Regions from separate parts of the Callithrix jacchus genome. Here regions 1 and 3 are each linked to region 2. A link is a contact called in public Hi-C data. All regions are on one chromosome and are shown on one strand. Each heading gives the region's core, a stretch centred on a gene start, on an enhancer-like site or on the middle of the called end of the contact. The rest is flanking DNA. Distances are from core to core; before and after follow the strand shown.

What was found. A called contact is a pair of places that touch in the nucleus more often than the background predicts.
Region 1: a Hi-C map of skeletal muscle shows a contact between it and region 2, with 3 times the contacts expected there. The contact joins two enhancer-like sites. A contact is called at or near these places in 2 of 3 Hi-C or Micro-C datasets (both in skeletal muscle).
Region 3: a Hi-C map of skeletal muscle shows a contact between it and region 2, with 9 times the contacts expected there. The contact joins two enhancer-like sites. A contact is called at or near these places in 2 of 3 Hi-C or Micro-C datasets (both in skeletal muscle).

The regions. Positions count from the first base shown.
Region 1 is chr3:56,644,762-56,649,005 of calJac240_pri, reverse strand. No RefSeq gene overlaps it. Among named protein-coding and RNA genes, the nearest start is that of SCOC, 29 kb to the right of the region's middle. Within about 2 kb of position 1,790, at least 3 of the 16 cell types and tissues checked have an H3K27ac peak or open chromatin away from gene starts, as enhancers often do. A contact at or near this core is called in skeletal muscle, where this site is marked.
Region 2 is chr3:57,238,345-57,242,470 of calJac240_pri, reverse strand. All of the region lies in intron 2 of MAML3 (mastermind like transcriptional coactivator 3), which reads right to left. Among named protein-coding and RNA genes, the nearest start is that of MGST2, 68 kb to the left of the region's middle. Within about 2 kb of position 2,105, at least 15 of the 16 cell types and tissues checked have an H3K27ac peak or open chromatin away from gene starts, as enhancers often do. A contact at or near this core is called in skeletal muscle, where this site is marked.
Region 3 is chr3:56,718,044-56,722,329 of calJac240_pri, reverse strand. No RefSeq gene overlaps it. Among named protein-coding and RNA genes, the nearest start is that of MAML3, 78 kb to the left of the region's middle. Within about 2 kb of position 2,644, at least 8 of the 16 cell types and tissues checked have an H3K27ac peak or open chromatin away from gene starts, as enhancers often do. A contact at or near this core is called in skeletal muscle, where this site is marked.

The DNA.
Region 1 (4,244 bases), core at 541-3,040, 590 kb after region 2:
CATATTTGGGAGAAGATCTTTTTAGTGACTGCTGTGGTCTGAATGTTTGTGTTCTCCCAAATACATATGTTGAAACCTAGTCTTCAACATGGTGCAATTAAGAGATGGGGCTGTGAGAGGCGATCACTGGAGTCTGTGCTCTTATCCAAGAGGCCCAAGAGATATTGTTCATATTTTCCATCATGCGAGGATGCAGCAACAAGGCCATCTATGAGGCAGCGAGTGAGCCCTCACCAGACACCAAATCTGCTGGTGCCTTGATCTTGACACTTCCCAGCTTCCAGAACTGTTGCTTTTAAATTTCTGTTGCTTATAATTATCCAGTTTAAAGTATCTTCTTACAGCAGCCTAAGACAGTGACTGCAATTAACACGACTCAGTCCTCTGCTGATCTTCTGATAGAGCATACTCTGCTAAAATCAGAGTAGTTCTGTAGGTAGGGAGTTGTCCAGATCTCCCTTGAGGAGTCTAAGGCTTCTTCCACCACGATTGACCAAAGTTTAGCTCAGTGAAGAATCAGCAATCAGTTGTCTTGACCCAGGAATACAAGAGCTAGGGACTAGTTAAAGCTCAGGAAGTGCTTATCAAAGTCTACAGTTTCTGCTTCTCTAACTCAGTCCTAGAGATGAAGTCTTATGGTCTAGAAAAGTCTACAGCCTCCCTTTCCTTACAAAGATCCTCTATCATTGTTTATAAGCCTCTCTTGTTCCTCAGGGATCTTGCACATCCCAGAGGAACTATCTTAGCCTTTCTGAGTCTCTTAGGTTTGATCTGAGTAACAGACTCAACCACATATGAGTTATATCAAGGGGACTCTGCCAAAGCATTCCAAGGCCAGAGGGATACTTCTGGATACTGGATCTCTCACAGAAATCCTGTCTCAAAGGAGATGCTACTTTCTAACCTTTAGGGCTTGTACACCTTTACATCAAATATTTCAAAATTATTTCAAATGGTGGTCATGACAAGAGATGATAATAAGAGGACAGGGAGATTCTATTTTATTTTATCCCAAGAAGCTAATGTTGATGTATGTTGCATTGTTTTAATATAGTTCACTTAATATGCTTGATCAACTACAGGAAGATGGCCTTTATGGAGACATGATTCCTACTTTTATGCCAATTTAGTCAGGACTAAGAAGAGGATGTCAGATATTTGCTGGTGGTACAGGCTGTGATAAGTTCAGGAATGTGCAGGCAGATCACTGCTTTCAGAGAGTGGGATATGATGACTGTGCTATTCATCTGTTTAGTGCTATTGCCTCAATTTGCTGGTTCTTAAACAGAGCCTGACAAAATAGGCTTGTTGTTAGGCCAGGCTGCTAATTGTGCTAGTAATTAAAAATTGGCAGTGCTGAGATTGGCCCACATTCCCTACCTCAAAACCTTCCAAGTCAGCGTTTGCCTTTCACAATGAGCAAAACACCTGCTCTGTTTCCTCCACTCATTTTCTAGGGCCTTCAAATGCCACTCAGTTGATGCTTTCACAGAGCCTGGGAGGATTTCTGGTGTTTCATTCAGAAAGATTTTATGTGTGCTGGGGAAAGCAAGACTATATATAGCCAGGGCCGAGCAGAGGGTGACCTCTGTGAATGCTCCAAGGAGCCAAGGGCATGACTGTGCTCATGGCCTCAGATCACCCTCCTGCCAAGATTCTTTGATGACACCAAGTTTTGTTAAGATTTTCTGGCTCTGGGAGCCCGAGTGTCGATTCTTGGAGGTTGACAGCCACGTGGCAGCCTGCAGCTTGCTGGCTTGTCTGTGCATGCATGCTCATGCACTCACATCCACTCAGAGTTGATGCGTCATCCTCCTATATTTATCCAGTTGCTGTTTCAGTGGCTCTGAGAAGTGTCTGGAGAAAAGCAAAACTGCCTCTTCCTGCTATGCAAGCTGTCTGAGCTCCAGAGACAGGCTCTACTGTCTCATTCTTTGTGTGTGTGGAGAAGCAGCATACAGAGATGGTTCTCAGAGTGCCCGGGTCACTGACGAGACTCCCTTTTTTCTCCCCCAGCCAGTCTAGAGCTTACATTTCAGGAGCAGGCAGCTTTGGTGCTCTAGCCATGGCCTCAGTGTCCTTGCTCATGTCCAGTTAGGTCTAACTGAGAGGGCCATGATGTGAGTAGAATAAACATCTGGATGCGGAGTTGGAGATGACCAAAGCCCTGGGGTCAGACAAAGTGGGAGCAATAGCTGCAGTAAGGAATGAGTATCTGGAAAGATGTCATTGAGCATAAGAACTGAAAGGGATCATTGATACCGTTTTCCCAAGACAGCGGCATTACAGGTGAAGAAACTGAGGCCAAATAGGTGAAGAGTCACACAGCACGAGTGCTGATCCTGAAGTGATGCACTTTTAATTCCAGGGCAGTGACTTTCCATGACCCTGTGCCCAGCAGCTGGAGCCTCACCTCACAGCTGGCCATTCTCCAGCAAACATCTTGCAGAATGGAAGACCCAAAGACAATGTGCTGAAGACCAACCATGAGTCTCCATCAGGGGATAGGTGACAGGAAGTGTGCTGGAGAAGTGACTACATTCAAGTCTCTGGCTTCTGCTGGGCCCTCTTCTAACTAACAGCCTTGTCACCATTCTGTTGCTGAGGCATTGTCACATCCTGCACTCTGGCCACCTCCTAGGCACATCCTTTTACAGTCACCACTTTATACTTTATGGACAAGCATAGTACCCACAGAATGACTCACTCTATAAAGATTCAAAGAGATATATCCAAATAAATCTGGGCTTCTTTGTCATTCCTTAAAGCCTATTACCTCATGATAACATATGCAAGAGAAAAACAAATACCATTCCAAATTCTTGAAGAATGATTAATATATTGAAGCTTTCCCTGAATAAGAGTAAAAAAGAGTTACTCAGAAGTGCCTGTCCAAAGTTGCAGTAAATCTACTTCTCCATTCCTCTCTCCCCCAAACCCCATAGCTCATGGCAGCTACTGAAATTTCTCTTCTCTCTTTCAAAGTCTCCAGCCTAGGCTGCCTCTCTTGACACTCCCTCCTTCCCTCTCTCTTGCTATCCTTGCCAAGCTCTAGATGTTTCCGTTGCCTCCTTAAGGTGACTCTATGACCTTTCCTATGTAGATCAAATAAACCTCTCTTTACTTTCTCCCAGTTATCTTTTCTACCCATTTATCTGACCAGCACACCAAAGCCATCCAAATGCATAGGAACTGAGTAAGTGAAACAATAGTTTTCCCTAAAATATGGGGAAGGGGATGATTGTAAATTCTTATGCTTTGTATTTTAAAAAAATCTCTGTCACGTGAAAATCCAAATCTGATTGATCTTCAACCAGTTGTACTTGGTTGGGTTGCTCCATTATGAATTCCTACAGTGCTGGAAGTGATGTCATGTTAATTAAAGGCTCTTTAAAGATGATGGTTCCTTATTTCAAATAGGCTATTGCCGCCTCTCCACCAGGTGAAGTCACCAGCTTCCCCACTTGACAGCACTCTTCTTAGGATGATGTGGGTGCATTACCAGCTGTCTGTTGCCAGTGGGATTGGTATCTCTCTTTTTTTTTAACAAGGTTATGATTAAATCTTAAACAAATTCCAAAGAACAATAAACCCTTCAGAAACTTTCACTCTATGTGCAATGTGTCTGTAAAGCAGCAACCAGTAGGCTTAGAGCATATGATGTAATTCCTTGCATTGGAGGGAATCTTCCTTCTCAGTCTTGCGTTCCTGCTTTAGACCATATGATAAGAGTTTTAATTCTTTTGAAAGCATTGGGAAAAGCAGCTTCAGCCCCTCTCAACCCTGTTCACTTTTCCCTGAGGTACTAGTGGTAATTTAGCTGTTTGGTGAAATGGGGGAGTTTCTCCAGGCTCATGGTAAACTCCGCTCTTCCTGTCCCCACTTCTTTGGATCTCCTGCAGAGGGTGAGTGTGTTGCTCACCTCCTGTCTTGTGGGTGGCAGTCATGATGGGGTCAGGACCCATCTCTGCTTCTAGGGCCAGGCCTCAAACCCTAATTCTCATTTTGTTCCAATGCATGGACAAAGCAGATGCAGATGATGCAGCTGTTTTGCTCTGTTTGTGTGCTCTGCAAAGCCAACCCTTCCTTGAATGAGATACCAAGTTTTAGACCTGGGGAAAAACATTAGAGGGTCTGACTATGTCACAGTTAATTTGTCCTTAATGAAACAGGTTTTCAGCCTGGCCTGGTAGTAGTTCTAACTACTAACTACTTGAGAGGCCTAAAGTGGGAGGATCACTTGA
Region 2 (4,126 bases), core at 856-3,355:
CTTCGTGCTACCAAAAAGTTTACTTCAGGACTAACCCTTGCAGGGGTCTAGATATTTCAGGGTCTTCCCTTTCCCCCCAAATATTTGCCACCTATTTTCCAAGCCCTTCCTTCCAGTGAAATAAATCTGTTTCTTGCCACCTTTAGGGACAAATGGCTGATTGACTTTACACTTTAACAAATGAATTCACACTGACATATAAACAGCCAATCAGCAAAAATGCAGATATGCAGTTTGTTTTTTCTATCTCAGTATATTTGATACTTTTCAGTTTTGATAAGGAGGAGAGAGTTGGAAAGAAAATGAAGCCCAAGGGAAGATAAAATTTTCTTCAGCTTGATTTTTTTGAGAGGGCTGGTCTGGGAGGGCCCTGTTTATCTTTGTGCACTTTGAGATATGCTTGTCCTGTGCGACCAGCCGGCACAGCTGGGGAGTGTGCCTAGAAGTGGTAAGGAGTGAAGAAGTGTTGCTTTCCCAGCCTCCCCTCCACTGGGAAAAGAAAGGGAGAGGCAAATGGGGTGACGATAATACATCAAATCACTTTTTGCCCCTGTCATCCTGGGCCAAAAAAAAAAAAAAAAAAAGAACTTCAAAAGCACAGTGTGAAAAAAAAAAACAACCCTCCCAAAAGGATAGTCATGTTATTACTTCCCACGATTATATGTTTCCCCAAATAATTCCCTTCCAGAGGTTTAGCCTTAGGGTTCTCACTGAAGACCTACAGGCAGGAAGGGCTGTATGTATTATTCTATTAATTTTTTTTTAGAGACAGGGTTTCACTCCATTGCTCAGTCTGGAGTTCAGTGGTATGATCACAGCTCACTGCAACCTCCAGCCCCTGGGCTCAACCAATCTTCCTGCCTCAGCCTCCTGAGTAAGTGAGACTACAGATGAATGCCACCATGCCCTGCTAATTTTTAAATTCATTGTAGAGATGGTGGTCTTACTATGTTGCCCAGGCTGGTCTTAAACTCCTGGCTTCAAACAGTCCTCCTGCCTTGGCCTCCCAAAATGTTGGGATGACAGGCAGCAGCCACTGCTCCCAGCACTAGGTGCATTCTTAAAGGACTGCCCTCCCTACGAAACATCTTTAGTACTTTCCCAACAAGCTCTGCCACATTCAACGGTGGGTGAGACACACCTACAGCCCCAGATTCTGATGTATATTCCAAAGTGTGAAGATGTACTCAGTGACTTGCCTTATACATTAAGCTGGCCGAGGCCACTGTTTCCTATTACATGGCTTCCTTTAACCTCCAGTCTAAGAGGGCTTAATGAGAAATCTTCTGTCAGATTTCAGGATTTCAAGCCACTGCTCATTTCTAAGAAAGACACACACTGTGTTGTGCAATTAGAGAAAACCAGGCTGAGCTTTCCTCATGTGGAATGTAATGCCTTGAAGCCAAATGATGCAGTATTTTTAGTTGTAATTACTGGCTTGTTCTCCAATCCACTCCTTGCCCAACGACCTCCCTTGCTTCTCCTAAGAATCTTAATACAGTTTCTCCCCCTCAAAAATCCAACTGGCTACATAGATCTTCATTACTCGCCTAACCCTCTCACTCTTCCGTAAAATAAAGGAAGGAGAAAGAAATAAAAACCAAGGAACCTACTTTACATATCTTCTCTTCCAGGGAAAAGATCTTAGCAATTTTCTAAAGGCTAGAGTGAGGTAGGAGGTGTTAAGAGCACCCTTACCTCCCCCAAACAGGCAGTTTTCGACTTCAAAAAACAGCTATGGTAAAAATATCTCCCAAGAACAGCCAGCTGTTTATTTATAAATCTGTGCGTAGGGAAGCTTTAATTTCTCTGAAGTGTTTTCAAGAACATGCATAGTGTTTGGGTGAGAGGGGCCGGCGTTGTTGGCAGCGAACCAAAGAGCAGGGAATCACAAAAGACGGCCGGTGGCGAGGAGGCTGGGGTGACGGGGACCCCGTGAATCACGGGCTCGAGGACGCCCAGGGCTTTTCAGCCTTTTCCAGGCGTCCCTCGCCGGGGGAACGCGGAGCAGCTGCCGTTCTCCCAGCGCCCCAGCAGATGGTGGTGTCAGCCCGGCCTCGCGCCCGGCCGCCGCCGCGCCCGCGCCCCTCCCCTCGCAGATGGCTTAATCAGGGCTCCCGCCCGCCCCTCCGCGGCCCCCGCCCAGCGCGTCTGGGCGAGCGCTGCGAACGTGGAGCCAGGCAGTCAAGTGTTACTGCGTACAGCAGGTAGCCTGGCAACTGAGAGCATAATACCGAGCAGATGGTGTTCGCACGGCGTGATGGACATCACACACGACAGCCTGAGACAATCCAGGAATTCCCTGGTGACTCGAGGCCCTCTTTACACAAAATGAGTTCTCTCTCCATTGCGGTGTATCTCTGGGATTATCTCCCCCCTCCTCCGACTGACACTGAACTGGTTTCTTATTACCGACTTTTCTTCCAGCCAGAGGGGAGGGAGAACTCAGGCGGGGGAGGACACGGGAAGGGGACGTGGAAGGAAACGGAAGGGCTGGGAGTGGGGTCCGGGGGCAGTGGCGACCACAGAGGGGCGGGAGGGTGGCGGACACCAGACCCCAGGGCTGACAGCCCGGGAGGGACCTGGTTTCCAGGAGCCCAGCTGCACAAAGCCGGCGCGGGGAGGGAAGGAGCGAGCCTCGGGTAGGCCCGGCGCGGCTTCTTCGGCTCAGAGTCCTTGCAACTGCTTGGCCTACGAACGGCCTAAATGAAATTTAGGATTTTATTGAAAAAGTCCCCTGGGGCCTAATTTGGCCTCTCGACTCGAGCCTATGTGCTTACAAGTACTTAGGGGACTCCGGCTAAGAAGTCAGGAATGGGGCCTGTGCGCCGCCGGCAGGCCCGAGACCGCCTCTCGGCGCAGGCGGCCCTAACAAAGAAGCCCACGAGGCGGTCCCAGGCGCGGGCAGGGGCGGCGCGGGGGCGCTCGGGAGACCCGCTAAGGGCTCTGGAGGTCCTTGGCCGGTGCGCGCCGCTCAGGAGCCGGCGAGGCTGTGGTGTGCTCCCGAGGGCGCATTTCCCAGGTCTCGCCATACCGTGCGTGTTAGTGGCTGGGGAGGACACGGGGACAGAGATGAGGATATTTCGTGGCAGGAAAGAGTAAAAATAAAGCAATGCATAAACAAAAGGAATGTCCTAGAAAACCTATGCTACACACACACACACACACACACACACACACACACACTGAACTGAGTCAAGTAAAAAAATTTTTTAAGGAATGAATCTTTAGCCCAAGTGGGATTTCGATTAAATTTTATATATCAAAAGATTTCTACGTCCAACCTCTCACCAGAATCCAGAGGCTTTCCACTGCAAAGATACTGTTGAAAGTTTTATTAGTAAGTTTGAGAAGACGGATGTATGTATCAGAGGTGAAAGCTAACATGACCTTGCTGGGCCAAAGAGCGCAGCAGTTTTACGTCATTGAGCAGCTCAGGATGAATCTAACACCCACGATGGCTAGACGGAGGCGCCTGGCTGTGACTGCCCGAGGTGCAGGCAAGCCATATGACCTCTCTCTCTCAGTCCCCACCCCCTGAAATGAAAACCATACTCATAAGACTCCTTGACAATGGAAATTTTGAAGGTGACATAGTTAATGAAGTGCCATAGAAAAGAAATAGCTAAGAAGACTCTAAAACCTCCCCAGTTGAACGAAGAACTAAATTAGAGGTTCTCAAAGTGTGGTTCCAGGATCAAATGCATTAGTTCCCACCTGGGAGCTTGTTAGAAATGCAAATTCCCAGGCTCCCCCTCTAGGCCTCCTGAATTAGAACTTCTGGGGATGGTTTAACAAGCTCTCCAGGTGATTACGATGTCCCATAGAGAATCATTGGGGCAAATAATCCTGTGCCCTGATTAAATTGCAAAGCTGCACTTTCAAAAGCAAGCCAGGGTGCTGAGTTGCTTAGGTTTCTGTTGCAAAGTTTCCTGCCTTGGGACAAAATTCTCAAAATTTTCGGAGGGTTGCTTAGGCCAGTGATGTTTGCAATACAAACCCAAGAATTCTATAAGAATTGGCTGAAGGAGCCAATTCTTCCAGGAAAGGCTACTTCAGTTGCAACTGTGCTGTGGAGGCTGAGGAGCACCCACGACTGAGGAAGGAGTGAGTCCCCTATAATTCG
Region 3 (4,286 bases), core at 1,395-3,894, 520 kb after region 2:
TGCCCCCACCAACATACACACAAAAGACCAGAACAATTGGTTACAGGTAGTTGTTTTAATCTTTCCCTCTGGAGGCTTTGAAGATGCTTCCAGCTGCATCAAAGTGCTTCATTGCTCTGCGCATCTCGGCATCTCCGCCCAACTTCAAAGCCTCGCAGCAGGAATTCGTAGTGCAGTGTGCCATGTAGTTCTAAAGGAGCTATTACTCTCTATTTATTGTGCAAATTTTTATGGAGATACCTCAGTATCTTTCTCAACACACCACTTAGCCTCAGAGCGGCTCCTTCTAGCTATTATTAAGAATTATCTAGGAAAATTATCTAAAGAAATAGGTTAGGGTCAGACAGCCTAAAACTAGTTTAGCTGACTTTATGTTCTTTCAGTGTCTACGATGCCACACCCTGCTAAGCTAACTATTCTAGAAGATCTATTAGCAGACTAGCTGGACAGCTTTCCCTTAGGAGCTGGGAGGAAGCTAATTAGTATTGATTTAAGTTGTGATTTTTTTTAAAAGTTTCACCTTTATAAAAATTATAGGTAAAGGATTCTAAAAGGAACAAGAGTCCTGAGGTAGAAGAGCAAATAGGTGCTCTAGGTTGGGCTACCTAATAGAACTTTGCCATGATGGAAATAGTCTCTAATTCTGTGCTGTCCAATATGGAAGCCACTGCCACAAGTGGCTACTGAGGAGTTGAAATATGGCTCGTGTGATTGTAGGACTGTGTTTTAAATTTTATTTAATTTTAATTCATATAAATTCCCATAAGTGGCTACTGTATTGAACACCACAACTCTAGAAAATTAACTGTGTATGTGTACATGTATATGTGTGTTTAGAAAATCTAGGGCCAGCCTGGGCAACAAGTGAGACCACATGTTTATTAAAAAATTAACTGGGCATGGTGGCATGCACCTGTAGTCTTACGTGCTTGGAAGGTGAAATGGGAGGATCCCTTGGGCCTAGGAGTTCAAGGCTATATGATCATGCCACGGCATTCCCAGCATGTGCAACAGAGTGAGACTCTGCTAAAAAAAAAAATTAGGACCAAAGTGGAAGGAAAGAGAAGGAAGGAAAATGAAGAAAAAATAGTACCTACTTGGAACTTACTGGAAAAATCCTTTTGACCTGTCACCATAATCTCTTTACTCAGGCAATAAGGAGAACCTGCAATCCGTCCTAAAGACAATAGCATCATCATTTATTTTCTGTAATCATTAGGGCACAAGGCTGCCATGCCCACACACAAGCTGGGCACTTCCCTGCATTCATATCTACTGATTGATAGCATTTCAAGTAATCTTGTGCTAGGCAATGGACGAGGGGAAAAGATAATGAAATTGCCTCCTCATTTACCAACCCAAGCCAATAGTGTGTCATTGTGCGTGGATGTCAGTTTTATACATCAAGGGTGCCAAATAACAGGTAGGACACCCGCCCTTTTAAAGCAACATAAATCAGGAGTGGTACAAGTAAAGAGGGGTCACCAAGAGGCCACAAGACTCTCAGGCCTTTGCACTGTCTGGTTTGGGGCCTTCAACTTATTCCCTGAGCTGGCAGAAACATGGGATTCTGCATACTTTCTTGGGGATTCTGAGCTGTGTGGATGCTATAAGCAAGCTCTCAACTGAAAGGAGGAAGGGACCACAGAAGGACTAAGTAGATGTCACTGTCCATAAATACTTGAAGATCTTTGCTGGTTTGAGGGGCATGGGGGGAGGCTCCAAACACAGGCAGCAGGAAGAAAGCCCCCCACCCCCAACAAGTCACTTATTTTCCTCTGTTCGTTTTCCTGCTACGTTCTAATTAGGAAGCACTGAAGAAATCTTGGAAAGTATAAGAACCAGATATTAATAAGTTTTTCTCCATCCAGGAAAAAAAAACTTGTTAATTAACCCACATTTCACTTCTCTAAAGTTGTCTTTTTTTTCTTTTCCTCCTGATGTACACATCTGGGCACAGTATTCAGCAAGGTACTGAAATGTTTAACTGCTGCTACCACTACCCCGGTCCTTTCTGTTCAAGAGAGATTCGCCTTTTTCATCATGAATTCTTTTGTTTTTCTCTGTGGCCAGCTGCTACAAAGATGCAGTCAATTTAGATTAAACAGGCTGAGGAGTGCTATTCAATATGTCAGCCAGGCACACTTCTCTAAATACAGTGTGCATCAGGTACAGCTTAAAAAGAAAAGTCAGGGGCTGTTCACAGAGGGGCATGCACTTTGTTTTAAGTCTGGGAACAAGAGAAGGATCCTTGGAGTGCAGATGTGGGTTTTTCCATATTCATCGCTGGGAGCAGCTCCTGCCCTTTCTTTCTGCCTGTCTTCACCCTCGTCCTGCTCCTCCCCTTTCCCTGCTGCCACTGGTTTCTATCTCCATTGTTCCCTTAAGCCCAGCAGCCAATGTGCAGCCAGGCCCAGCACACGCTCCGCAGCCAGCAACTTCCTCTGAAGCTGCAACGCATAATTACAACCAGCTGCTCTGGGCTGCTGGCTGGCCAGCTCTGCAAACAAGCATCCCGATACCCGAGTTCCAGGGAGGCAACAGCCTGATCTTGGCAGCAACAAATTCTCTGAAGGAAGTGCCCACACCCTTGTAAGAAGAGGGAGCAGCCCTGCTCTCTCCTGTGGCTTCCAGAGGCCACAGCTGGTTCGGGTCTGGTTCCCCTCTGGCAGGACTCTCCATGCCAGAGACAGTTGGTTCTGTTGTTAATGGGAAGGTGCCTGCTTTCACCTGCAGCTGCCCTCGTGCGACTGGCCTATTGTCTGACTGCTGTGACCAGCAGCAGAATGGCATGTCCTAGGCAGTAGCATTAGAAGCCCTGGCTTCTGGTCAGCATCTCAGCCGAGGCATTTTGTGAATGTATACAGAGATAGGGGTAGGAAACTGCGCTGCCCTCGGTGAGCGTGAGGCTAAAAGACAAATGATGTTGTTAAAAAAAACACCAGCAAAAACCCAAACAAGCCTAACTTAACTTCCCTAAGGAGAGTAGCATGTGGGCAAGAGAGCTGAGGGTTCATCCAGGCCCCGCCTCAGAGCTGTGGGTTCACTTTGGGGCCTCAGTGATCTTTCAGGCTTGGCTACAAGGATGACTCTGATCCAAAATTAGGCTTTGAATGTGTAACACAAGGCTCTCAGCCCCACCCACTGCCTCTCTCTGCCCTATGCTGCTTCTTTAGAGCCTGGCTGTGGGCCAGAGCTGGCCCTTCTGGCTCTTGGGGGAAGGGCTGGCCACAGTGTTCTGTTTCCAGGCAGGGCTTTAGCGTGGGTGAAGGTGCATGGCGCAACTTGGGAAGAGGAGGGGAGATCAATACACTTGGAAAGGGCGCCCAACACCAGCCCCGTCAACCTAAAGCTGGAGAGGGCCATGCAAAGGGCAGGTGTGCCACCTGGGGCTGCTGCATTGCCCCCACCCACCTGTACCTCCCAGCCCAGGCTCCTAATAGTCCTGCTGAGAGCGAGCCAGGCCAGGAGGACTGCCATGTCATGCCCAATAGCAGCCTCCGAGGTGGGAAGCAGCTGGGAGTCTGCTATTGAAAGGGAGCTGCTCATTTTACAGGGCAATTTCCCAGGGATGCCGGCCCTAGTAGTAGTGCCTCAAGTGGGGCAGACAGGAGCGTCTTCGAGTGGGTTCATTCTTTCCGTCTGAGCCTGGGGAGCCATGCCACGGCCAGCAGCAGCTGGCTGTCTATTGTACTGGGTTTCCCATTTGCAGCCCTCTTTGTTTCAGTACTAAAAAATCTCAGGAAACTTTTCTGGCTGAGTGGTACTGGGCAGGTACTGGGAGGCACTTACTGGGAAGGAATAAAAGCAGACTGGGTTGGCAAACGGGATACAGAGAATTAAGTCGTTGTTGGATGTGTGTGAACGATGGAGTTGGAACCTCATCTGCTATAGCATTTCTGTGCTTCTTCATCAGTTTCTAATAAGCTTTACAATTTAATTCACTACGTGAAAAAAATATTAGTTTAAGGTGCTCTTTTGGTGTTCAACCCATGCTTTCCCTTCTGATTCTTAAGCCTGCCTACACTTTAGAAGCTCATACAAAACAGGCTCATGTCTGTAATAGCATCACGACGCAGCTATTTCAGCCTGCAGATTACTTGTGCAGCATGACTGGATCCTCCACTTAGAGCATTCTGGAGGTCCCAGTGACGCGGTAATATGATTTTCAGCAGGTTTTTCTCCGGGCTTGCAATGAGGAACAAGCTTAACAAGCAAACAGTCATGTCTGAGCTCTCACTTTCCTGCAAACTTTACTTGATAACCTCAGAGATGAGAGTGTTGCT